Regions from separate parts of the Rattus norvegicus genome. Here region 2 is linked to region 1. A link is a contact called in public Hi-C data. All regions are on one chromosome and are shown on one strand. Each heading gives the region's core, a stretch centred on a gene start, on an enhancer-like site or on the middle of the called end of the contact. The rest is flanking DNA. Distances are from core to core; before and after follow the strand shown.

What was found. A called contact is a pair of places that touch in the nucleus more often than the background predicts.
Region 2: a contact with region 1 is called in a Hi-C map of prefrontal cortex, with 3 times the contacts expected there. The contact joins the enhancer-like site here to the promoter of Cep43 in region 1. A contact is called at or near these places in 10 of 12 Hi-C or Micro-C datasets (the A7r5 cell line, the Rat2 cell line, Schwann cells and 6 more) and 1 of 1 datasets of contacts at active chromatin or transcription factors (oligodendrocytes).

Annotation. Positions count from the first base shown.
Region 1 is chr1:55,108,891-55,113,234 of GRCr8, forward strand. It overlaps Cep43 (centrosomal protein 43), which reads right to left and starts at 2,619. Exons shown (of 13, transcript NM_001101008.1): 1 at 2,434-2,619; 2 at 2,169-2,222. The coding sequence starts at 2,535. It overlaps LOC134484997 (a long non-coding RNA gene), which reads left to right and starts at 1,258. Exons shown (of 3, transcript XR_010062886.1): 1 at 1,258-1,737; 2 at 2,193-2,963.
Region 2 is chr1:55,216,566-55,220,909 of GRCr8, forward strand. It overlaps a transcript of Rps6ka2 not described here. Among named protein-coding and RNA genes, the nearest start is that of Rnaset2, 85 kb to the left of the region's middle. Within about 2 kb of position 2,481, at least 27 of the 93 cell types and tissues checked have an H3K27ac peak or open chromatin away from gene starts, as enhancers often do. A contact at or near this core is called in prefrontal cortex, where this site is marked.

The sequences.
Region 1 (4,344 bases), core at 1,369-3,868:
AAATCATGGTTTTATGATCCATCTCACAACTATTTATTTAGCATAGGACTTACTTTGTGCTATTTAGTAACTTTTCAAGTTAAGGAAACCAATCTGTATATGAAGACATTTATTTCAACCTTTAAAACACTTTTTTACACTGCAGGAGATTAGACTCAAGACCTTTTACATGATGGGCAGGCACCCTACAATTGTCTACCACAAGCCCTTCAACATGTTATAATTACACTGCTTTTGTAATGGTTTATTTAAAAACATGTGTGTCATTAGATTTACTTTTAACTGTTTATATTTCAAGTACATACAATTTGAAATTTATAATCTTAGATAGCTACCATTTGCAATTCCAAACTAATCAGTAGTGTATGAGATGACTTTGTATGGCCATAGCTCTGAACAAATGTAGTAAACTATCCTTCTTGCAAATAGAAATGTGGTAACTGTTGACAGTGAGGATAACATAGGTAACACATGATGGGGTCCTTAATCAGCCTCACATCTTGTGAATGGAAATACTAAATGCATGGGCACTGTGGAAAACAGTTGGAAGGTTTGTTCATTTTTAGGTTAACATTATCTCCAGCAGGTGAGCCAGTCCTTCCACCCTCAAGCATTTTCTCAAGATCAGTATCAGGTCCCAGCAAAGATTTGGACATGACCATTCACAGCAGCATTATCCTCAAGGGAAAAGCAGGGACAACTCAATGTGGTATCAAAGGGAGGGTGGCTAGGCAAATGAAGACTATCCGCTCAGTGACTAGAGCAACGATCACCATTCTTGAAATGAGGACTACGTGGAAGAATAGGATACACTGCAGCATTCTGCTGACTATCAGACCTAAGTGCATTTTACACGTTCCCATTTGCATAGCTCTGAAAATAACTGAGATGCTGCGGAAGGAAACTCAAAGGGTTGGGCCTGTATTTTCTTTCTTGTGTTCCTCACATTCCGTAAATAGCTTATCAAATCTGACTTTAAGGTGTGCATTTCCACAAACAATTATACCTCAAGTTAAAGAGGGAGAAAAATCACAGAAGTACATAGTGTGAAGAATCTAGGACACCGAGTTAACTGAACTAGTCAAGGAGAACAGAAGAACAGAATCAGGCATGTACTACAAATGGCCAACCCAGGACGGATGAAGACCTGAGACATATGATGAGGGCACCAATGACAGGTGGAGAGTAGCAAGTGTCGCTCTGGAAAAGCTGTAACTAAGCCAAGAGGGGCAGGCAGACACTGCCAGGAGACGATGGAGTATGGGTGAAGCAGGTCTGGAAAACTCGGGGACATCAGTCTGTTACTCAGTCTAATGAACAGGTCTGAAGCTGGGAAAGGGAACTATGTAGTACAGACACTAGACAAAGTTACCACAGGGAAGCTGCAGAATAAGTACGTGGACTGTGGTACGCAGGAACAAGATCCTGTTAAAGAAACCAAGGAGTATGCAAAGGAAAACACATAGAGAAAGCTTCCCGAGGTCAAAACATTTCCAAAAATGAGAGAGGGGTTACTGTCAGATGGTGTAGCGGCTAGGTGAGCTGGAGGATCAAATGATCATTACAGTTTGACTAGAAAGCAAAGAAATATGGGATTCCAAGGTGTGGACAATGGAACCTAGCCTAGATTCCAAGGTGTAGACAATAGAACCTAGCCTAGATTCCAAGGCGTGGACAATGGAACCTAGCCTAGTCAAAAATTAGCAGTAAGGATGAGAAGGAGGAAGTTAAGAGCGGGTAGGTATACAGGTCATAGAAGGATGGAGGAGATCTGTCGCACAGGAAGACTTTGATTATCCTGTGATTCTTACTGACAGGGAGTTCCAGGACACACTCAGGATGGTTGCTGGGAGCTGGGGTAGGCAGAAAAGCCAAGTTACAAAACATTCAGGGATTACTAGGGTTTTTTTGGTGTGTGGTGGTGGGGGAGGGGGGGACGGGGACACAAGAACAGAGATATTTTTAAGGTAATGGTCAGATTTTTATCCAACCAATCAGAATTTGGGAAAAGGTTCCACAGTACAACCCTTAATACTTTCAGAGTGTAGTAACTTTTAACCATTCAGAACCATCCCCGTAACGTTAGTCACTGAACTATTTCAGAATGGCTTTTCATTTATTAGAAACCAGGCGTTAAGAGGTACGGCGTTAAGGTCTGGGGCTCTTACCTCTACTTTTTCTTGTTCTTCTAGTGCTAAAAACACAGCCGCTCTGAGTTCAGCCTTCAAAAAAAAAAAGCCCACAAGTTATAAGTCAGTTTTGCGACCTGAAAGTACAGGGACAGGCACGAGGGAGTGTGCAGCGAGAGAGGGAAGGCCACGGGCCTGTGTGCTCCACACCCGGCCCACGAGCTCGGGCCCAGGCGCCATGGCCGCGTGACTGCCCCGCGCCCGCGTCCCGCGCCCTTCCTCCCTGGTAGCCGCTCCGCCGCACCTTGATACGATTCAGCACGCCGCTGTTCTCCAGCGTCTGCACCAGCAGGTCGCGCAGCTCCGTGTCCTCCTCAGCCACCACCGCGGCGGTAGTAGCCGCCATCTTGCTTCTCCAAGACAACCACCCAAGCTGCGCTAACGGCCAACAGCCGCTGCGGAAGCCGCCCGGCGCGCGAGCGCGCAGTCGCAGCCCCGCCCCTCACGCGGAGAAGACCAACGGGGCGGAGCCTCCAGGCAGCAGAGTCTGCAGGTTCCATGACGTGAAGGGCGGGGCCTCCGTGTACGGTCTGTAGGCGGGGCCACGAGCATGGGACCGGGTCAGGCTCTGGTGACACGCTCTGTGGCATATTATAATTATATTAGAAATGTCACTAGGTTGCACTTAATTCCCCCGTTCCTGTGTGAGAGAGAAGAGTCCACTCCGGCTGAACGTACCGGTCCCTCTAACTGAAGTGGTGGTGGCAGTGGAGAGCCTCTAGGAGGGAAGGAGAAGCGAGCTGCGGGGCAGGGCGGAGACTTCAAGTGGGCGGGGTAAGATGTGGGGCGGGGCCTTCCTAGGGGCTGTTTCTAAGCGGGAGCAACGTGTAGGCGGTCTGTTCTTGCCTCTGTGTGTGCGTATACACATTCAACTTAAGTCGGTTTTGCGGGGCGGCGGTAGTTGGACCGCGGGGGTGGGGAGGGAGTAGGAAAGTCTGCTGTCTGGTACCATGCTCTTGTTCTTTTGAAAAAACAATCAACCAGGAGGGTAAATTCCAGGCTGCCGCATACATGGGAAGCTTCAACCGTGTGGGCTTGGAACTTCACAAAGATTCCGGTACCAGTCTGTAAAAGGGTTTAGAACTCATGCAGGTGGCCTGTGCAGTATGAATGCAGATGCACATAAGAATAAAGTTAAACGCTTTCTGTGCTGCTTTTCAGTTTATGAAAGAAATTAGAAGAGTGGTTTTTTTGTTTGTTTTCCTATATCTTTCAAGAAAGGAATCATTGAGAGGTTAATTTCTTTTTTTTTTTTTTTTTTTTTTTTTTTGGTTCTTTTTTTTGGAGCTGGGGACCGAACCCAGGGCCTTGCGCTTCCTAGGCAAGCGCTCTACCACTGAGCTAAATCCCCAACCCCGAGAGGTTAATTTCTAAAACTGGCCTTAAGGAGAACAGTTAAGGGGTTAGAAGGGTCACACGGAACACAGAGAAGGTGCAAAGTATTTCCCATGCTGGCAGTCTAATTACAATTTGGGCACAGGAAAAAATGGGTTTAATAGATCTGGACAAACTAAGGCGTCCTTGGAGTGTGCAAACTTCAAGCTAGGGACAGATGAAGGGGAGAGTGCTCCAGTAAAGGAATAAACTTGTCTGTGCTTGGCTTGGTCCATGTGCAGTGAAAGCAGCATTGGTATGATTGGCAGAAGGAAGCTGCATTGGGGTGGGGGAGCTGGTCCAATGCAGACCTTGACATATTACTTTGGAGAATGAGGGCTTGAGGCATTAGCTGATCTGTAGATTTGGGCATTCAGAAAGGTTTGAAATGCTTTTAATCAATACTTTAAAACTGAGTGGCTATCCAGTTCTAGACCCCAAATTAAGAGGCTTGAACATGGTCAAAACTAATTCCCACAGCCAGGCAGCCAGCAGTCTGGGAACTCAGACAACAATCTTTACAGCAGTCTGAAGCCTTGGAGTGAGCCCTTGTGGGAGGACAGGGAAAAGTGCAGCTAGAGGGCCTGGAGGGAGACTAGAGATGCTTAAGACTCTGAGACTATAACCTCTACTTTGATCGCAGTGAAGATGAGATCTCCACAGACTAGTAAGGGTTGGATGAGGTCATAATCAGTGTCCCAGGTCAGTGTCCCAAACCCTCCCAACACTATAACTCACAAAAGGGTCTCTTAACAGGAACTGAAGACACTGACACCATCTT
Region 2 (4,344 bases), core at 1,231-3,730, 110 kb after region 1:
TGTTGTAGTAGTTATTAAATCTCAAATGGGAGTTTATGCTCTGCCTTTGACCACTCAGTTCCCAGATAAGACGCATGACCTTTATATTTATAATAAGCCTCTATGGCCCTGGAGCTGGGCAGAGATCTACCCTCTCAGCTATTAGAGTTAACTTCTGCATCGATAACCCTGAGCTATAACTTGCCATGTTCCATCGGGGCAGCTCTTAACTCCGATTGGCTGGCCATGGGGGCATGGTTTTATGATTTCTAACCCATGGGGTCTTGTCCTCTCCCTTTCCTCTGGTCTCCTCAGCCCCCAAGCTCTGGAACCCAAACTCTGCCTATCTCTCTTCTGGACAGCTATAGGCTGTAGGCATCTTTATTCATCAATCAGGGATAACTTGCTGGGGTTACATAGCCTCACTTGGGTCTAGGTGTAGATTCTCTTATCCCTGGAGGCAACCAGGCCTTGAGGGCCAGTATTTTAGCATTATAACACACAGCAACAGACCAAACCTCAACACTCCTTGAAGTCTTTGAATTTTGTGAATGTTCCTTTAAGATCTGTGCCCTGGGCTCATCCAGGTCATTCTCTTCCACAACCATATCTACAGGTGGGCTTTGGAGAGAAGGTACTAGTTTGATCTTTCATATTGTTTGCACTTTGCAATGAGGTCTGAGCATGTGGACTTCTTCAGTTCATTCTGTGTCTAAGGTGGACAGAACAGGTTGGGACAGAGGAGAGGATGTGTTGGTCAAGTTGGACTTGAAGGTTGGAGATCTCTTCAGTGGGATGAAGTCAGGTGGATACAGGGGACTGGTCTAGTGTGCAAGATGAGCATCCTGGTTCAAGTCTGGATAGATCTAGAGCAGCGGTTCTCAACCTTCCTAACACTGTGACCCTTTAGTACAGCTCCTCGTGGGTGGCAATCCCCAATCATAAAATCATCTCATTGCAACTTCATACTGTAATTTTGCTAATGCAAGTAACTGATATGTGACGCCCCCCAAGAGGTCACGACCCACAAGTTGAGAACCAAAGATATAACGTCTAGAAAGAGTGCATGAAAGGGTGGATCAGACAGATTCACTGGTGTAGACCATGAAGAAGGATGTGGTTGTATGGAGGGCTTGGATGTGCCATGGGAAGGAGCCTCCACATATGATTTTTTTAAATAAATAAAATACCTTTAAACTTTAAAAATTGAATACAATAAAATGACTAAAATTTGACTTATCAGGAGTGATATGACTTTTTCTTCCTTTTTTTACTTTCCCTTGCTCCTCCAGGCAGTGTCTCCTTCCTTCATGGAGAACTGCCTTCATGGTTTATGATTTGCTTGCAAGCTTCATCAAATAAATGGTAACAAAACATCAGTACATTTTCAGGAAAACCATTTACAGAAGTGCTAATGCCATAATGGTGTTTCTTTATTGTCTCAGTTCCACAGAGACTGAGTTCCTGATTGCCTAGAGAGTTTCTCAGCTTTGCCCTCTCTCTGTTGCCTCTCTTATACTGGTCTAGATCCCACTGCCGCCCTGGAGCAGGCATCTTCCTGATTTATGGCCTGCCTACTGCAAAAGCTGAAACGGGAAGCTGTCATTCAGCCGTTTGACATTATTAATTTTCTTTGTAGTTGCAGGACAAACTGAAGACATGCTTCCCACGTCTCACAAAATCAAGCTTTAATTTGGGCAAGCAACTGAATCGAGGGTAAAGAAATGCCAAGGGGCTTGGCCTACTTGGACTCTGTGACAAACTGCAGTGGGCTTGGTGGCCCATGAACACCAGAGACTTAGCCCTCAGTGCTGGAGTCTAGATGTGCGCAGGGAGGAGTCCTGTGTACTCTGTCCCTAGTTCAGAGATAGAAACTTTTGTCTCAACCTTGCCTGGAACAAGACTGAAGTTCTCTGGGGCTTTAATTCCCACTTCTGGCTCTCCGTTTCTCACAACTGGATCACCTCTCAAACAGTTGGCCTCCTGACGTGGCACACTGGGACTAGTACCCATTATTTGGACACTTACAAGTGTAATTTGACTGATTTCTCATTCTTCCTGCTGAGTTTGTTCCTGCCGCTATAACAAAACATCTCAGACTTCGTGTTTTACAAAAGCAGACATGATTTTTCGCAGATCAGAGGCTGACTGTCAAGGTCAAAGGGATGGTGTCCAAACTCTGTGTCCTCGTGTGCCAGGAGGACCTTGCTTGTTCTCTGAGGCCTTCCTTTTATTAGACTTCCAATCCCAAAATTCCCTCCTCCAGTACCCTCATTACTGTATTATCTGGGGTTTAGAACCTCACGAGGAACTCTAGACCTGTGCACCTAGGCTGCCATATGACCGTCTTTCTCTTTAGTCACAAGCTCTGCCCCAGCATCTGGCCTTGGAGAGCAGGTTGTGGAGGCCAGAGGTTATTATGGAACTCCAGGACCTGCCTCTGGGCCAGGGCAGATGGCCTCTAAGTGTGTCCAGGCCTTTATGGATCCTTGCCTATGGCTTACTTGCCCGGTCCCTATGAGTCATTGGCTCTAAATATCTCTCAAGAACTGCTGAGGACCTGCTCTGATGAGTTGAGATGCCCATTCTCCTGGACCCACAGGCCTCCTTTACAGCAGAAACAAACAGCTTAAAAAGTGCTCTCTCAAGGCTCCTGTTAGGGCTTCACAGGGAAGTGCTGTATTTCTCAGCATGTAAACATCCTGGTATTTTACAATAAAACTCCTGGCACTGCTTAAGGTTTCCATGGTGATTAGATAGGCTTGCCAAACCTCTTCAAAAATACACCAAAAAGTGTGTTTTTTTTTTCCTGAGAATGCAAAATGATGTTGTCAGTCTTCCCTTTAGCTTGGATTCCTATTCTGTTCACCCCCCTTGGGGAAGCTGAGCCAGACAATAGGGTCTCCCTCTTCCCTCCCTTCCTGGCTCCCTCAGAGCACTGCATCAATTACCTTCCTACACCACGCAGTAAAGGATCTTTCTGAACTGAAGTTCCATTTTAAATGTAATGCTCTGCTCTCCATTTAAAGTATAACCATTGTTAGCATATAGCTGATTAGTTTCACTCTTTGATTGATAATACATGAGCATAATAAAATGGTTGGTCAGGAGCTGGCTACTCATGGCGATGTGGGTGCTCGTGGGTCGGTGGAGGGTCTGCTCTGTTCAACAGGGCTCTGCACCACTTCCTCTGGTTTTCAGACATCACGAGCAGAAGTGTGTCTCATAAACAGCCATGGAGAGATGGTGGGAAAGATGGGAATGAAAAGAGCTTTGCTCTGATGATGTCACTTGATGACTCTTTTTTTTTTTTTTTTTTTTTTTTTTTTGAGCTCCTTCCAAGTGAATGCCCAGAATCAGCTGCTGATCATTACAAAAACTCATTTGGAAAGTCCTGTCAGCTGACAACTTGAGTGGTTGAGCACATGCCCAGTTTCCAGGCAGTGTGCCTTGCTCTGCTCCTCCATAGTGTTTCATCTCGCCCTGGGCTGGGCTGGGAGGCCCTGTGTTAGGATACCAGGAGGCCTGTGGGGTTCAGAGGCCATGGGTTTCCTTGCCTGAGAGGTTGTGTAACAGAGACTGGTGGGAAGTTTCCTCCCTGTATCCCTGAAAGCAACAGTGAGTGGGCTCTCCGGCCCCTGCCCCCTTTCACAGTAGCCTTTTTCTGTCTCCTGGGCCTGTCATGGGGGGCAGGAGGGGATCTCCCAAGGAGTTTGCTTACATTCCTGCGGTAACCCCTTCCTTGATCACATCCATTTGGTCCTCTGCCAGGACCGTCTTCTCTCTAGCAATCTGACAGTAATAGACACACGCCTAGGTCAGAATACAGGAGACATCGGTAAGGGAGACCCATCAGGTCCTGCCAGTTTGCACAACTGGCCCATTTCCCATACTCCCTGGTCAAGAAGCCAGAATAGGCTGGCAGGAGCTGAGATGGAGATGCTCTCCCAGGCAAAATGATGTGCAACTCAGGTTCTCCTGAATTGGAAGCTTAGCCAACAGGAGGTGCTTGGAAGCGGCAGCAAGCGAGGGATACGAGTGCAGTGTCTGGAGCTGTGTGCATATAGCTCTGTAGATATCAGACATGTTTGTTTTAGGAATTGGCCCACAGAGGAGTATGAGTCTAAACTCTGTAGGGCAGAGCCACAGACAGAACATCCTAGACAGGAGTCAAGACGTTAGCCCAAAGGCTGTCTGGAGACAGGCTTCTCACCTCGCAGAGGTCTTTTAAGGTCATTAGGTGGTTAGGAGATGAGGCCACTACACTGTGGAAGGCCAGCTTTATTACTCAGCAATGCTGCTTTAAATGTTAAGCAACCTGACACAAGCTAGAGCCACTGGAGAGGAAGGAGCCTCAGTTGAGAA